Linked DNA regions of Capra hircus: region 2 is linked to region 1. Evidence: chromatin contacts called from public Hi-C data. All regions are on one chromosome and are shown on one strand. The core of a region is the stretch at or near the end of the contact, and the rest is flanking DNA. Distances in the headings are between cores, read along the strand shown. Region 1 has its middle 52 kb from the start of CLINT1. Region 2 overlaps CLINT1 (clathrin interactor 1).

Region 1 (7,837 bases), core at 3,588-6,087:
AACCTCAGTCCTTCCAATGAATGTTCAGGATTGATTTCCTTTAGGATTGACTGGTTTGATCTTCTTGCGGGCCAAGGGACTCTCAAGAGTCTTCTCCAACACCACAGTTCAAAAGCATCAATTCTTCAGTGCTCAGCTTTCTTTATAATCCAACTCTCACATCCATACATGATCACTAGAAAAACCATAGCTTTGAGTAGATGGACCTTTGTTGGCAAAGTAATGTCTCTGCTTTTTAATATGTTGTCTGGGTTGGTCATAGCTTTTCTTCCAAAGAGCAAGAATCTTTTAATTTCATGGCTGTGGTTACCATCCATATTGATTTTGGAGCCCAAGAAAATAAAATCTGCCACTGTTTCCACTATTTCCCCCTTTATTTGCTGTGAAGTGATGGGAACGGATGCCATGATCTTGGTTTTCTGGTGCTGAGTTTTAAGCCAGCTTTTTCATTCTCCTCTATCACCTTCATCAAGAGACTCTTAATTCCCCTTTACTTTCTGCCATTAGGGTAGCATCATATGCATATCTGAGGTTATTGATATTTCTTGTGGCAATCTTAATTTCAGTTTGTGATTCATTCAGTCCAGCATTTTACATAATGTACTCTACGTAGAAATTAAATAAACAGTGTGACAATATATAGTCTCGACATACTCTTTTCTCAATTTTGAACCAGTCCATTGTTCCACGTCTGGTTCTAACTATTCCTTCTTGACCTGCATACAGATTTCTCAGGAGACAAGTAAGGTGGTCTGGTATTCCCATCTCATTAAGAATTTTCCACAGTTTGTTGTGATTCACAGAGTGAAAGGCTTTAGCATAGTCAGTGAAGCTGTTTGTTTTTTTTTTTTTAATTCCCTTGCTTTTTCTACAGTCCAACAGATGTTGGCAGTTACATCTCTGGTTCCTCTGCCTTTTCTAAATCCAGCTTGTACATCTGGAAGTTCTCAGTTTATGTATTGTTGAAACTTAGCTTCTAGGATTTTGAGCATTACCTTGCTGCCACGTGAAATGAGTGCAAATGTGCAATAGTTTGAACATTCTTTGGCATTGCCTTTCTTTGGGATTGGAATAAAAACTGACCTTTTCCAGTCCTGTGGCCACTGCTGAGTTTTCCAAATTTGCTGGCATATTGAGTGCAGCACCTTAACAGCATCATCTTTTAGGATATGGAAACGAGAATTCCATCACCTCCACTAGCTTTGTTCATAGTGATGCTTCCTATGGCCCATTTGACTTCACACTCCAGGATGTCTGGCTCTAGGTAAGTGCCACACCATCATGGTTATCTGGGTCATAAGGCCTTTTTCGTATAGTTCTTTTGTGTGCTGTTGCCACGTCTTCTTAATCTCTTCTGCTTCTGTAGGTCCTTGCTGTTTCTGTCCTTTATTGTGCCCATCTTTGCATGAAATGTTATCTTGGTATCTCTAATTTTCTTGAAGAGGTGCCTAGTCTTTCCCATTCTATTGTTTTCCTCTATTTCTTTGCATTGATCACTTAAGAAGGCTTTCTTATCTCTCCTTGCTATACTCTGGAACTCTCCTTTCAGTTGGGTGTAACTTTCCCTTTCTCTTTTGCTTTTCATTTGTCCCCTTTTCTCATCTATTTGTAAAGCCTCCTCAGACAACCAGCTTGCCTTCTTGCATTTCTTTTTCTTGGGAATGATTTTGGTCACCACCTCCTGAACAATGTTACAAACCATTGTCCATAATTTTTCAGGCAATCTCTCTACCAGATGTGATCCCTTGAATCTCTTTGTCACCTCCACTGTATAATCATAAGGGATTTGATTTCGGTCATACCTGAGTGGCCTAGTGGTTTTCCCTACTTTCTTCAATTTAAGCCTGAATTTTGCAATAAGGAACTGATGATCTGAGCCACAGTCAGCTCCCAGTCTTGTTTTTTCTGACTGTATAGAGCATCTCCATCTTTGGCTGCAAAGAATATAATCAGTCTGATTTTGATACTGACTATCTGGAAAGAATACACAGAAGAACTATACAAAAAAGATCTTCATGACCCGGATAACCGCAATGGTGTGATCACTGGACTAGAGCCAGACATCCTGGAATATGAAGTGGGCCTTAGGAAGCATCACTACAAACAAAGCTAGTGGAGGTGATGGAATTCCAGTTGAGCTATTTCAAATCCTGAAAGATGATGCTGTTAAGGTGCTTCACTCAATATGCCAGCAAATTTGGAAAACTCAGCAGTGGCCACAGGACTGGAAAAGGTCAGTTTTCATTCCATTCCCAAAGAAAGGCAATGCCAAAGAATGTTCAAACTACTGCACAATTGTACTCATCTCACACGCTAGCAAAGTAATGCTCAAAATTCTCCAAGTCAGATTTCAACAGTATGTGTACTGTGAACTTCCAGATGTTCGAGGTGGATTTAGAAAAGGCAGAGGAACCAGGGATCCAATTGCCAAAATTCGTTGGATTATACAAAAAGCAAGAGAGTTCCAGACAAACATCTACTTCTGCTTTATTGACTATGCCAAAGCCTTTGACTGTGTGGATCACAACAAACTGTGGAAAATTCTTAAGGAGATGGGAATACCAGACCACCTGACCTGCCTCTTGAGAAATCTGTATGCAGTTCAAGAAGCAACAGTTACAACTGAACTGAACAATAGACTGGTTCCAAATTGGAAAAGGAGTAGGTTAGGACTGTATATTGTCACCCTGTTTATTTTACTTATATGCAAAGTACATCTTGTGAAATGCCAGGCTGCAGGAAGCACAGGCTGGAATCAAGAGTGCCCGGGAGAAATATCAATAACCTCAGATATGCAGATGACATCACCCTTATGGCAGAAAGCAAAGAAGGACTAAAGAGCCTCTTGTTGAAACGGAAAGAGGAGAGTGAAAAAGTTGGCTTAAAGCTCAACATTCAAAAAACTAAGATCATGGCATCTGGTCCCATCCCTTCATGGCAAATAGATGGGGAAACAATGGAAACAGTGACAGACTTTATATTTTGGGGGCTCCAAAATCACTGCAGATGGTGACTGCAGCCATGAAATTAAAAAGATGCTTACTTCTTGGAAGAAAAGTCATGACCAACTCAGATAACATATTAAAAAGCAGAGACATTACTTTGCCGACAAAAGTCCATGTAATCAAAGCTATGGTTTTCCCAGTAGTCATGTATGGATGTGAGAGTTGAACTATAAAGAAAGCTGAGCGCTGAAGAATTAATGTTTTTGAATTGTGGTGTTGGAGAAGACTCTTGAGAGTCCCTTGGCCTGTAAGGAGATCAAACCAGTCAATCTTAAAGGAAATCAGTTCTAAATATTCATTGGAAGGACAGATGCTGAATCTGAAACTCCAATACTTTGGCTACCTGTTACAAAGAACTGACTCATTCGAAAAAACCCTGATGCTTGGCAAGATTGAGGGCAGAAGGTGAAGGGAACGACAGAGGATAAGATGGTTGGATGGCATCACTGTGTCGATGGACATGAATTTTGCCAGGCCCTGGGAGTTGGTGATGGACAGGGAAGCATGACATACTGCAGTCCACGGGGTCGCAAAGAATCTGATGTGACTAAGCAACTGAACTGAATTGAACTAATCTGGTGATGTCTATGTGTTTAGTCATCTCTTGTGTTGTTGGAAAAGAGTGTTTGCTGTGACCAGTGACTTCTCTTGGCAAAACGTTTCATTTTTGTACTCCAAAGTACCTTGCCTTGCTTCATTTTGTACGCCAAGGCTAAACTTTCCCTTTACTCCAGGTATCTCTTCATTTCCTACTTTTGCATTCCAATCCCGTATGATGAAAAAGACATCTTTTTTTGGTGTTAGTTCTTGAAGGTCTTGTAGGTCTTCATAGAATCATTCAACTTCAGCTTCTTCAGCGTTAGTGGTTGAGTCATAGACTTGGATTACTGTGATTTTGAATGGCTTGCCTTGGAAATGAACCAGGATCATTCTGTCATTTTTGAGATTGCACCCAAATACTGCATTTCAGACTCTTTTGCTGACTATGAGGGCTACTCCATTTCTTCTAAAGGATTCTTGCCCACAGTACTAGATATAATGGTCATCAGAATTAAATTTGCCCATTTCTTTCCATTTTAGTTCACTGATTCCTAAAATGTGTATGTTCATTCTTCCCATTCCCATTTCATTCTTCCTGCTTGACTACGCCCAATTCATGGACCTAACATTCCAGGTTCCTATGCAACATTGTTCTTTATGGCACTGGAGTTTATTTTCACCACCAGACACATCCACAACTGAGCGACATTTCCACTTTGGCTCAGCCTCTTCATTCCTTCCGGAGTTATTTCTCCACTCTTCTCCAATAGTATATTGGATACCTACTGACCTGGGGGACTCCTCTTCTGGTGTCATATCTTTTTGCCTTTTCATGTTGTTCATGGGCTTATCAAGGCAAGAATACTTAAGTGGTTTGTCATTCCCTTCTCCAGTGGAACACGTTTTGCCAGAACTCTCCACCATGACCTGTCCGTCTTGGGTGGCCCTGCACGGCATGTCTCATAGCTCCCTTGAGTTTCACAAGGCTTCCCATGTGATCATTTTGGGTAGCTTTCTGTAATTGTGGGTTTTGTTCTGGAGGCTGTGGGATTATAGTTCTTGCTTCCTGATGGGAAGAACTGGCTATGGGCAAAACTCAGTCTTGCTCTGGTGGGCAGGACCATGCTCAGTAAATCTTTAACCCAGTTGTCTGGTAATGGGTGGATCTGTGCTCCCTCCCTGTTAGTTGTTTAGCCTGAGGCGACTCTGTCCTGGAGTCTACAGGATCTAAGGTGGGGCTACTGGTGACTTCCAAAAAGGACGTATGCAAATATGCAGCTCCCGGTACCGCTGCTGCCAGCGCCCGTGTCCCCATGGCAGGCCACTGCTGACCACACCTCTGCAGGAGACCCTCAAATGCTCAAAGGTAGCTTTGGCTCAGCCTCTTGTGTGGTCACTACCCGTTTCCCCTAGGTTTTGGTGCACACAAGATATTTTTGTGTGTCCTCCAAGAGTCTCTGTTTCCCTCAGTCCTGAGGAAGTTCTGTAATCAAATCCTCCTGTCCTTCAGTCCGATTTCCTGAGGCTTCCCAGTCCTTTTGCTGAATTCTCAGGTTGGGAAGTCTGATGTGGGGCATAGAACATGCGCAGTAGTGTGAGAACTTCTTTGGTATTGTTGTTCTCCAGTTTGAAACCACTGATGTGAACTTTTTCTTTAAGGAAAATTCATGGTAAGCCACTGGGGAAGTGACAATCCCTAAAGAATGAGTCTTTAAAAATGTGAAAAGCTTATATTAAAACAACTTGGTCTTTGAACCTTGAGGTCTGTTTAAAAATCTGTGAAGCTTACACACCAGTGGGGGGATATTTGAAAGGTTCTAAAGGTATTTGCCAGCTTCTCCCCACTGGTTAATGTTGCTCTTGGCCCTGACAAGCAGGGACATGCCGTTCAGCCTCTGCATGTAGCTAGACGACACATGCCTGGCGCCCTGGTCATCCCTCTGCCGGTCCTCCTTGAATGTATAAACCTTCACCTGCCGCAGGGTGTTGGTCAAAGTGCTGCCTGGGGTGGGGGGCTGGACAAATGTTCCACAGAGTCTCTGGAAAGGGGGTCCAGGGAAGGTGGGAGCTGAGGTAGGAGGATGCCCTTGCGTGGAGGGCTCCCCAGCCTCACTGTCACCTATGGCCACCCCAGGGTTATTCTTCTACCTGCGTGGCAGGCTGAGCTCTGGCCCCTGCCTTTCATAGACAAATTTATTTGTGTCATAGTTTAGATTCCACATATAAGTAATATCATATGATAGTTGTCTTTCTCCTTCTGACTTGTTTCACTTAGTATGATAATCTCTAGTTCCATCCACTTTGCTGCAGATGGCATTATTTCATTCTTTTTTTTTTTTATGACTGAGTAATAGTCTGGTGTGTATGTGTGTGTGTGTGTGTACACACATGTATACCTTTTTTAACCATTCATCTATTGATGGACAATTAGGTTGCTTCTCTATCTTGGCAATTATAAATAATGCTGCTATGAACATTGGGGGGGGGTGCTGCATGTATCTTTTTGAATTAGTGTTTTTGTTTTTAGGATATATACCCAGGAGTGGAATTGATGGGTCATATCAGCCCTGGGATTTCTTTGGAAGGAATGATGCTAAAGCTGAAACTCCAGTACTTTGGCCGCCTCATGCGAAGAGTTGACTCATTAGAAAAGTCTCTGATGCTGGGAGGGATTGGGGGCAGGAGGAGAAGGGGACAACAGAGGATGAGATGGCTGGATGGCATCACTGACTCGATGGACGTCTGAGTGAACTCCAGGAGTTGGTGATGGACAGGGAGGCCTGATGTGCTGCGATTCATGGGGTCGCAAAGAGTCAGACATGACTGAGTGACTGAACTGAACTGATGGTCGTTCTATTTCCGTTTTTTGAGAAACTTCCATTTTGTTTTCCACAGTGGTTGCATCAACTTTCCTTTTCTCTGCATCCTTGCTGATGTTTGTTATTTGTTGAAACTCCAGATTTTGCTGGACCTTTCTGGTTAGTAGCGGTGACCTTTCATATTGGAGTTTCCCTTGACTGCAGTACCTATAAGAGCCTCTCTTGAAGTGGTAGCTTTATAACAGAATGCCACTCCTCCTCACTACCTACTTTCTATCACTCTCATTGTTTATAGACTTAACCCAAACTTGGTTTTGGCAGGAGTCAGGAGGTAAGGTACAAAGTGTAACTCATGGGGAAGGATCATAAGTGCCAACAATTTTGAAAGATTTTGTATATATAGAAATCTAGGGAATTTGTTAGGGAATGAATCTGGATGGGTGAGGGTAAAAGGAATATTATACCAGATCTGATCAAATTTATAAGTTTGGATGCACAAAGCAGAAATTTTGTATTTGACATGGGGTAGAATGAGGGAACCACTGGACCCACTATGAGATGACCCTGAGTCACAAGTCTGTTTTCTAATGGGTAGAATCATGCATCATGCCTTTCCAAGAATTAGTGTAATTTCAATAATCTCTAAAACCCAACATGATCTAACGTCCTACAGAAATGGGGAAAAAAATCCATATATGTATATGTACACACACACACACACACACACACTTCATGTTAATTTATTCATTTAAAAAAGTCTGGAAAGCCTTATCAGTTCAGTTCAGTTGCTCAGTTGTGTCTGACTCTTTGCGACCCCATGGACTGCAGTATGCCATGCTTCCTTGTCCATCACCATCTGTTGGAGTCTGCTCAAACTCATGTACATCGAGTCAGTGATGCTATCCAACCATCTTATCCTCTGTTGTCCTCTTCTCCTCCTGTCCTCAATCTTGCCCAGCATCAGGGTCTTTTCCAATGAGTCAGCTCTTGGCATCAGGCAGCCAAAGTATTGGAGTTTTAGCTTCAACATAGTCCTTCCAATAAATATTTAGGACTGATTTCCTTTAGGATTGACTGGTTTGATTTCCTTGCAGTCAAAGGGACTCTCAAGAGTCTTCTCCAACACCACAGTTCAAAAGCATTAATTCTTCAGCTCTTAGCTTTCTTTATAGTCCAACTCTCACATCCATACATGACTACTGGAAAAACCATAGCTTTGACTACATGGACCTTTGTTGGCAAAGTAATGTCTCTGCTTTTTAATATGCTAAGTTGGTCATAACTTTTCTCCCAAGGAGTAAGCTTCTTTTAATTTCATGGCTGCAGTCACCATCTGCAGTGATTTTGGAGCCCCCAAAATATAAAGTCTGTCACTGTTTCCATTGTTTCCCCATCTATTTGCCATGAAGGGATGGGACCAGATGCCATGATCTTAGTTTTTTGAATGCTGACTTTTAAGCCAACTTTTTCACT
Region 2 (7,837 bases), core at 2,276-4,775, 74 kb before region 1:
TTTACACTGCATTTTGTACTACATACAGATAAAGTGGAAGGATAAATTCTACAAAACTATTTTCTATAGAAGTATTTTTCATTGCAGTGGCATGGCGGGGGGAGGGGGGAGGGCAGGGAGTAGCATGAACGGAGAACAAATGAAGCACTACTTTGAAGGCAGAAGAAGCTATAGAAATAAACCCCTAACATTGTTGAAAGATAAACTGAAGGACTTTGGGTATAAAAATGCAGACTCCTGACAACCTCCCAAATTCAATCAAGAATTAAGTATCCTCTGCATATTATACTTCCTCAATACAAGATGACCAATATTTAAATTAACCAAATTATATTTCTTAGGTAAGCAACTTTTGCATGGCAGAACATGTTCCATAAATTTCTTCTACTGATTCCATATAGATTTGATTGTGTCATCAATCCAAGGTACTACCAAACCCAATGCGTTCCTCTTTAAATATGTATAAAACTTCTATTTTCTATCTGTGAATTTTACAAGGCTCTGCCACATTCAATACCAATACTAAATACAGGCTTTCTGTGAGTCGTTTTTCACAAAAAAGCTAAGGTGTTACCACAGCCCGAGAGCTGGAACACAACAAAGCTGAGCTGCAAGATGGATACCAGTGACTGACTTAGCTAAGTGACTAGTTTCCACACATGCAAGTCAGATTTGGATCATAACAAAATTAAACATTATTTCCTGTTAACAAATCCTCTTAGGAAGAGTTTAAAAACTCAAAACTCTGAAGAGAAAAATCTATCAAGACTCTACTGTACTTTAGAAAGAAAGCTTACAACAGTAGGAAATGTAATGCAAAAAAAATTAATCTAAGAACTTTTATCAGTAACTGACACTAACCAATTTATAATGTACTATCTCTTTTAATCTCTAAAAACACCCATTACAGATTTTCAGTATTCCAAATGATATCTTTATCTAAAGATTACAAACTCAAAACCAGCACTCCAAAGCCACACAATTTCACAATGTGTTTAAAAAATAACTTAGTTCTTTGCTTTAGTAAATTTACCAAACACTCCATGAACATTTCCAGTATTGATTCAGTATCAGTTTGCATATGCCAAAACGAACCAGACCCACATCTAATATTTCTGAGATTTCTGATTTTTTCATCATTTAAGTGTAAACTAGTCCTAACATGTAACTAGTAGAAATAATAAATCTTATGAATTTCCTCCCCCCACAAAAGAAAAACACAGAAAAATCATTATTCTATGGTTTATGCAGAATTCAAGGTCAGGAAAGGGCAAAGTAGTTAAGGAAACCAACATTCCAAATTTAGTTTCAAATAGCAAACTTTGTACCAGACTAGAATGTATAAATAAATTGATCACTGGAAAGACAAAAACTTAACAGAAGCAGTAACTAAAATACCTCATTTTATACGAAAGATCATTAAATATTTATAGTCCAACATAAAGTCTTTTGGGAAACACATTAGAAACCACATATAATTTTATTTCAATGCCTCAAAAAAATATAGGAATTGATCCAAAAAAAACCCAAAAACCTTAAATTGGGATGGTAGTTGGATTTCTGCCCCTCAGAGTCTGTCATTTAATTCTTTTTTCCAAAAGGTACCACCCCTTGATCACTACTAGTGTGACAAACTGGCAACTTTTCAAGGAAGTAGTTTAGTAATTTATGTAACAGATGTGCAAAGGAAAACTATATGGATCAGATAAGTCAAGAAAAACATCCTGATGTCCACAACTAAATTATGACCTGTAGGAGGAAGAAACTATAAAACTATTTCCCTTCCTGTACAACTTCAGAGGTTAGCAATACCAAATTAAATAATCCATTTGATGGCAGCCCATATTCATACATTAAAACGGGCTTGGGCTTGACTCTGACTCTAGGAACTGGTCCAAAACACAAGGCCACACTAGAGGAAAATATTGTACAACCACTAATTTTCACAATCTGCTTCATCTCTTACAGCTGTTTTGTAGAAAACATGTATAGTAACTGACCAACAATTTATTAGAAACGAATAGGGCCCATATCTTATCTCTGATCCCTGGACAAATCAACCACTTATGTGTCTCAGCTACCTAATCTGACCTTGTATTACTGAGATTAAATTGAACGGCATGTAAAGCATTTAGCACACATGGTTATTTTTCTGCCAATATTTATCATTTTTAGTTTGAAGATACTCTTTATATGGCCCCTTAGAATATACTGGCATTAATACTTATTACTTACCTATGCTATTCATTGTTGTGGAACTTTATAGTCAAGGTAACTGGCAGCCTATCTGACCCACAGTATACATGCTGAAATGAAGAGTTCAAAGATATAACTACACTTCAAGGCAGGATGACTAGTATTTAAAAATGGCCAAAGATCTGGAAATGAGTTTCTCTAAGGGACAGGACAAGTATCAATACAAGCCATTTTACAAACAGAGTTTGTATTTTGAAGTTCACTCTCTTTAATCTCAGTACCACCAACCATGTTCTAGGGTTTTATTTTACATTAAGCAGCAATTTCTCCTGTAGTGGTAATCTGTTATCATCTGATAATGTCTTTAACATTTTTTTGGATTTACTAAACTAACTCATCTGTATCAGCTACTCGAGACAGACATCCCAAAAGCAAACTATGTGAAAAACAAAACATGTTTAGGCTATTATAAAAAGAAACTTTCTCAGCATGAAGTTTACATCTACAATTTAGATACTGGAAGTTGTAGAATTTTAAGCTTTCAAAATGCCAAAAATAAGGTCCATGTAACTGATTCCATGAAGCGTCTACCTGAACAAAGGATGTTAGAAAAGCCACAACAACCAGTTTCTCCAATCGGTTTCCTGTGTGACAGCGCAAATTATTATCCTAGGAAGTGTCTGAATATTCACAGGTCTTATATGGAAGCCCTTCTCTCTAGCACAAGTGCTGCTAACATGAACTGGACAGCAGATGATAGGATCAGAGAAAAGCTTTCCCAACGTAGGCTAGTCCCATGATGCTACAAGTTATTATTTTCAGAGAGGCACTCTGGCAGCAGTAAGATTTGAGGAGGGTGGCAAAATGGAAGACTTTTATTGTGTGTGGTTCAGAAAAGCAGAATGAGAAGCTGCTCCCAAAATGTTGCAGCAGTGTGCTTGGAACAACATAGCAACAGAACAGGCAGAGGCAGCCACCAGCAGGAAATTCTTCCCTTCATAGCCATAAGAAGCTCTCACAATACAAAATTGTATGAACACTAACTACTACCAACTATATAAAAACAACTTTGTGCATGTGGACAAAGCCTAAAGTTAAAAAGCCCATAAAAAGTCTTGTGGTGGAGGCACACATTTAAAATTTCATTTATACACTGAAACAAAAACTAGTTTGGAGGGGAAGAAAAATAGTACTTCTATATACAACTTCTTTACACTTGCTAAGTGCCCGCCGGCTAGGCTGATTTAATTCTGCCTAGGATCGGCTTCCACTCCCCTGGCTCAGCAGCCTGTGTGTTGTATCAATGCCCGGTGTGCACAGATAAAAGCTTTCTGAAAAGACAGCTATGGATAGAAGGCCAGAAGATAGAAGTATCAAGTTACTCTCGGCCCCTTGGCTCCGAAGGACACTGCTGCCTCAAAAGGAGCCTGTTCCCAAGGAATGAATGCAAGCCCCAACCCAAAACAATTTTCTATTTCCAGATGACTTTTTTTTTCCTTTAACACATATCTCTGTAACTGTTAAGATTTTCAGTTTTTATTTTCTTCTGAAACAGTACTCTAGTGTTTTGTGAAAAATACTCTGGGAGACATTAATAGGTGTTATGTGAGAAACGTGTTCCATGGTCAGGTTTAGGAAATGTTACATAAAACAAAGGCAACTTTATTACTGCAACACTTCTTGGAGACTTTACTATTCTCACGTGCATTATGAGTCTCCAAGAGGGGACTATATTAAATATTTCTAAAACTTTGGGGACAACATACCTTTTCCCTGGAGCATATCGTAAGTGTCCCAAGAAACCCATTTCAATGTATTTTTAAAAAATGGCCCTTTTCCCCCAAACTTCTAAAAATATTGTCAGCTGATACCTTTTATTTTACCACTGTTTTTACTTTCTATTATTTCTTATCGTTAACCTCATGAATAGCTTTTCCTTTAACCTTTTATGTTTTTAAATTGTTGGTTGGCTTTCAGCCTTTTGTCTTGCTTCTTACCTAGTTTTATCATACTTAAAAAACAAACAAAAAACCTTGACTGATCTTTACTGTTAATGTTAGTTTTTTTTTTTTTTTTCTTTTTTTAATATGGCCACGTCACTCAGCTTGAGGGATCTTAGTTCTTCGACCAGGGATCAAACCGTGGCCCCGGCAGTGAAAACCCAAGTGCTAATCACTAGACCGCCAGGGAATTCCCTCAATACTATTTTAAGTCTCATATGTTTTACTCTTTTTGAACCCTTTCTGCATTGGGTTTTTTAAATGTTTAAAACTTTATTCCAACCTCTCCAAAGTTTTCACTTTATTTTAGCGTCAACTTTTAATTTCTTAATTTTCATTTAATAACCATGTTAAATCTTATTTAAATATCTTTATTAGTTAAATAAAGTTAAATATATTTATTTCCTGCATATTTTACTTATTTTATGATATTTTATGACACATAGCTAAACAAAGAGCAAGAACACAGAAAAACAAAGAAACACAGCAAAGAGCTCAGGAAGAGATGGATGACCTCTCCCCACAGGCCTTACTCTCACACTAGTAGCTGCTTTTCTGGGCTCCCTCATGCAGACCTAACATTTTTCACAAGGATCAATACCCATATGAGATACCCCAATAGTCCCAAAGTGGAAAAAATGACTATTCTTACAAATTAGAGCTGGTTTTTAACAAGAAAATGTCTATGTATTTTAAGAGGTAGCAACACGGAAGCAGCTTCACCATTTTTCACCCTGATACATGATCTCAGAGCACATGATAAAAGCTGGGCAGGCTGGGTGCAGTTGTTGGGATGTCTGGAGTTATCTTTGGGAGTCTCTTCCCACAGTGCCTACTTCTTAATTTCCAAAACCTGTTCATTCTGCATTTAAAATATAGGTACTCACCTCCAGCCTAGTCCTACAAAAGCACTTAACACTCTCTCCAATTCAGGTGTATTATCCTTTCATTCATCTTCCAAAGCAAAACAGATTTGTCTTCCTAGTGTTTAGAGTTGGTCATGTTAGCTTACCACAAACTCATTAAATCCATCTTCCCCTGAAACATCTTCCTCCTCCTGTGCAGTGGACAGTACCATCCAGGGTTACAGTTTGAACATCACTATTGATTACTTCTCTCCCCTCTTCTAGCCAGCATCCAATCCATTCCCAGGCCTTTTCAACTCCATTTTCGAGGTATCTCTCAAATATGTCCATCTGCTTCTCCCACATGCACCTCCACTACCTTAGTCCAGGGTGACCACCATTACTCACAGGGACTATTGCCAACAACCACGTAACTAGTCTGCTTCCCATTCATCTCCCAACAGGCTAGAGCCAACATGAACTCCTGCCGAAATAAAAATCCTATCTATTTGACCTCCCATTTTAAATCCAGCAAAGATTTCCTTATTACCTTCAAGATGAAGTCCTCAATCCTTCATATGAGATAGCAATTTAGTTTTTCAGTCCCACCACTGCCATTCTCTCCAGGTCTTTGCACATACTTTCTTCTGCCCATCCATCCCATCCCCCCACCTAATTCCCACCTTATTAGATTTTAGCTTAAATGTTACTTCTTCCAAGAAATCTTCTTTCAACTTTGGGGAACTGCCTATATGCTCTACATAGCAAAGAACAGTATATGCTTTCTATTACCTTGAACTAAAACTAAAACTGGGGCACTATATAATGGGCATGTTTGTTTCCTTGCTTGTCTCACCTTCTAGACTGAAAACATCCAGAGGACACAAATTCGTCTTTCTCAACTTAAGAACCTCAGTACCTGGAACAGGTTTAGTGACAGCAGATGTTTAGTAAATATTTATTAAGTAACTGAACAAAAGGATTATAATTCTTAAATATTTTCTTTCCTCTGACTAAAAAAGTCCTAACTGACTTTTGACAATAGTCCTCAACCAATCTCTCCAGCCTTTTCTCCCACTACTTGTTTCATTTACTTTATGAGATAATCATAGTGTATTACTAGTTGAAATTTAAGCATGCTTCCCTGGTGGCTCAATGGTAAAGAAGCCACCTGCAATGCAGGAGACACGGGTTTGATTCCTGGGTCAGGCAGATCCCATGGAGAAGGGAATGGTAACTCACTCCAGTATTCTTGCCTAGATAATTCCAGGGACAAGAGGAGTCTGTGGGCTACAGTGCATGGGGTTGCAACGAGTGAGACGCAACTAAACAACTAACACTTCACTTTACTTTCTTACCTGACTGTTTACTCCTGGAATCCCCACCTCTTCTTTCAGTTAAAATCAACCCTAATTTTAAACAAAGATGCAAAAATGAAGTCTTCCTGACTCTTTCCAACCCATAATCTTCCTTTCCTATGAAGATATAAGCATTACATTTATAACTCTTATGAATTATATTCTGCCTTGTACAATGGTTATAACTGAGTTTAATTTCCTTAATATGTTTAAAAAGCAAGTAGAGTTGACTATTTGAGGACTCTGTTAGTGTATTTCCTCACCAAAATATATTTTTAACACCAAAATCAATTATTCATTGCACTTTTATGGTCATTTGTGAACAGTGTGCAGCAAAACTCTGAGTTAACTGTCTTACAGTCCCAGAGGAGGTCAAATAGGTGAGGCTCTCATTTCAGTTCCCATACTGTAAACAAATGTCCTTTCTCTGGCTTACTCAGTGTCATATTTTTTTTACATCTTTATGATTTCTCTTGATTTTGTTGTTTAACATGGCCCCCAAACTGGGTGCTGAAGTGCTGTCTAGTGTTTCCAAGAGGTTATGATGTGTATTATAGAAAAAATATCTTCATATAAGACATGTAATATAGTTGGCCTTGGGTTCAGTGTTAATGAATCAACAATATATGTAATCAAGAAGGCATCTTTAAACAGAAATACACATAAAACAAGGTTACATACTAACTGGTTGATGAAAATGTTGTGATCAGAGGCACACAGGAACCTAATCCTGTATTTCCTCTAAGAACAAAGATTCAGTGTTTGTAGTAACTTTTAAAAACATAACTACCTCAATTAATCAGTACTGACTGTACTATGTATTATGCATTTTTGTTTCCCTCTCAGTACCTAACAATGGATGTCTCACATAAAATGGGATATTTAATAACTGACCAGTGAATATATAAATGAAATCTATGATCTCTTGGTAACAGAGAGTAACAGAGAGGGGGGATGGAAGATAAGGACTTTGAGATTAAGATAATAGAGAGGACTAAAATAAACACCCGCTGACCAACATATACACAAACAGAATGACATGATAAGTAATACCCTCACAAAATTTCTTTTTAAAGAGCTGTCACAGATGTTTCAATCCCAGGCTTTTTGGAGGCACAGTCTGAAAGATTTGTTAAATTATTATAAGCCCTAAAATTAGCTTATTGACCCCCAGTAAAGACTTTAAAAGGTAAGATACCTTGGCCTAAGACTTCTGTGTCCCATATAAATATATGAAAAGCTAAATATGAAATTTAAGGCTAAAAAATTTTGTTAAATCTCTTACTCATGCTCAGTATCAACTATGAATTTGAAAGCATCATGGATTTCACTTCTCCAGATGCTGGAATTCTAATATACAAGGCTCCTTTCACATGGCATCTTGTTAATTGAAACTCCTACATATTGGACCAGGCTCTCACTTTGCACAATCTATTAC

The links. Hi-C and Micro-C count contacts between places; a contact is called where the count stands out from the background.
Region 2: a Hi-C map of blood shows a contact between it and region 1, with 2.8 times the contacts expected there. The contact joins two enhancer-like sites. A contact is called at or near these places in 4 of 5 Hi-C or Micro-C datasets (blood and liver).

The regions. Positions count from the first base shown.
Region 1 is chr7:41,066,706-41,074,542 of ARS1.2, reverse strand. No RefSeq gene overlaps it. Among named protein-coding and RNA genes, the nearest start is that of CLINT1, 52 kb to the left of the region's middle. Within about 2 kb of position 4,837, at least 1 of the 5 cell types and tissues checked has an H3K27ac peak or open chromatin away from gene starts, as enhancers often do.
Region 2 is chr7:41,139,724-41,147,560 of ARS1.2, reverse strand. The region is part of intron 1 of CLINT1 (clathrin interactor 1); the gene reads right to left. Among named protein-coding and RNA genes, the nearest start is that of CLINT1, 21 kb to the right of the region's middle. Within about 2 kb of position 3,525, at least 2 of the 5 cell types and tissues checked have an H3K27ac peak or open chromatin away from gene starts, as enhancers often do.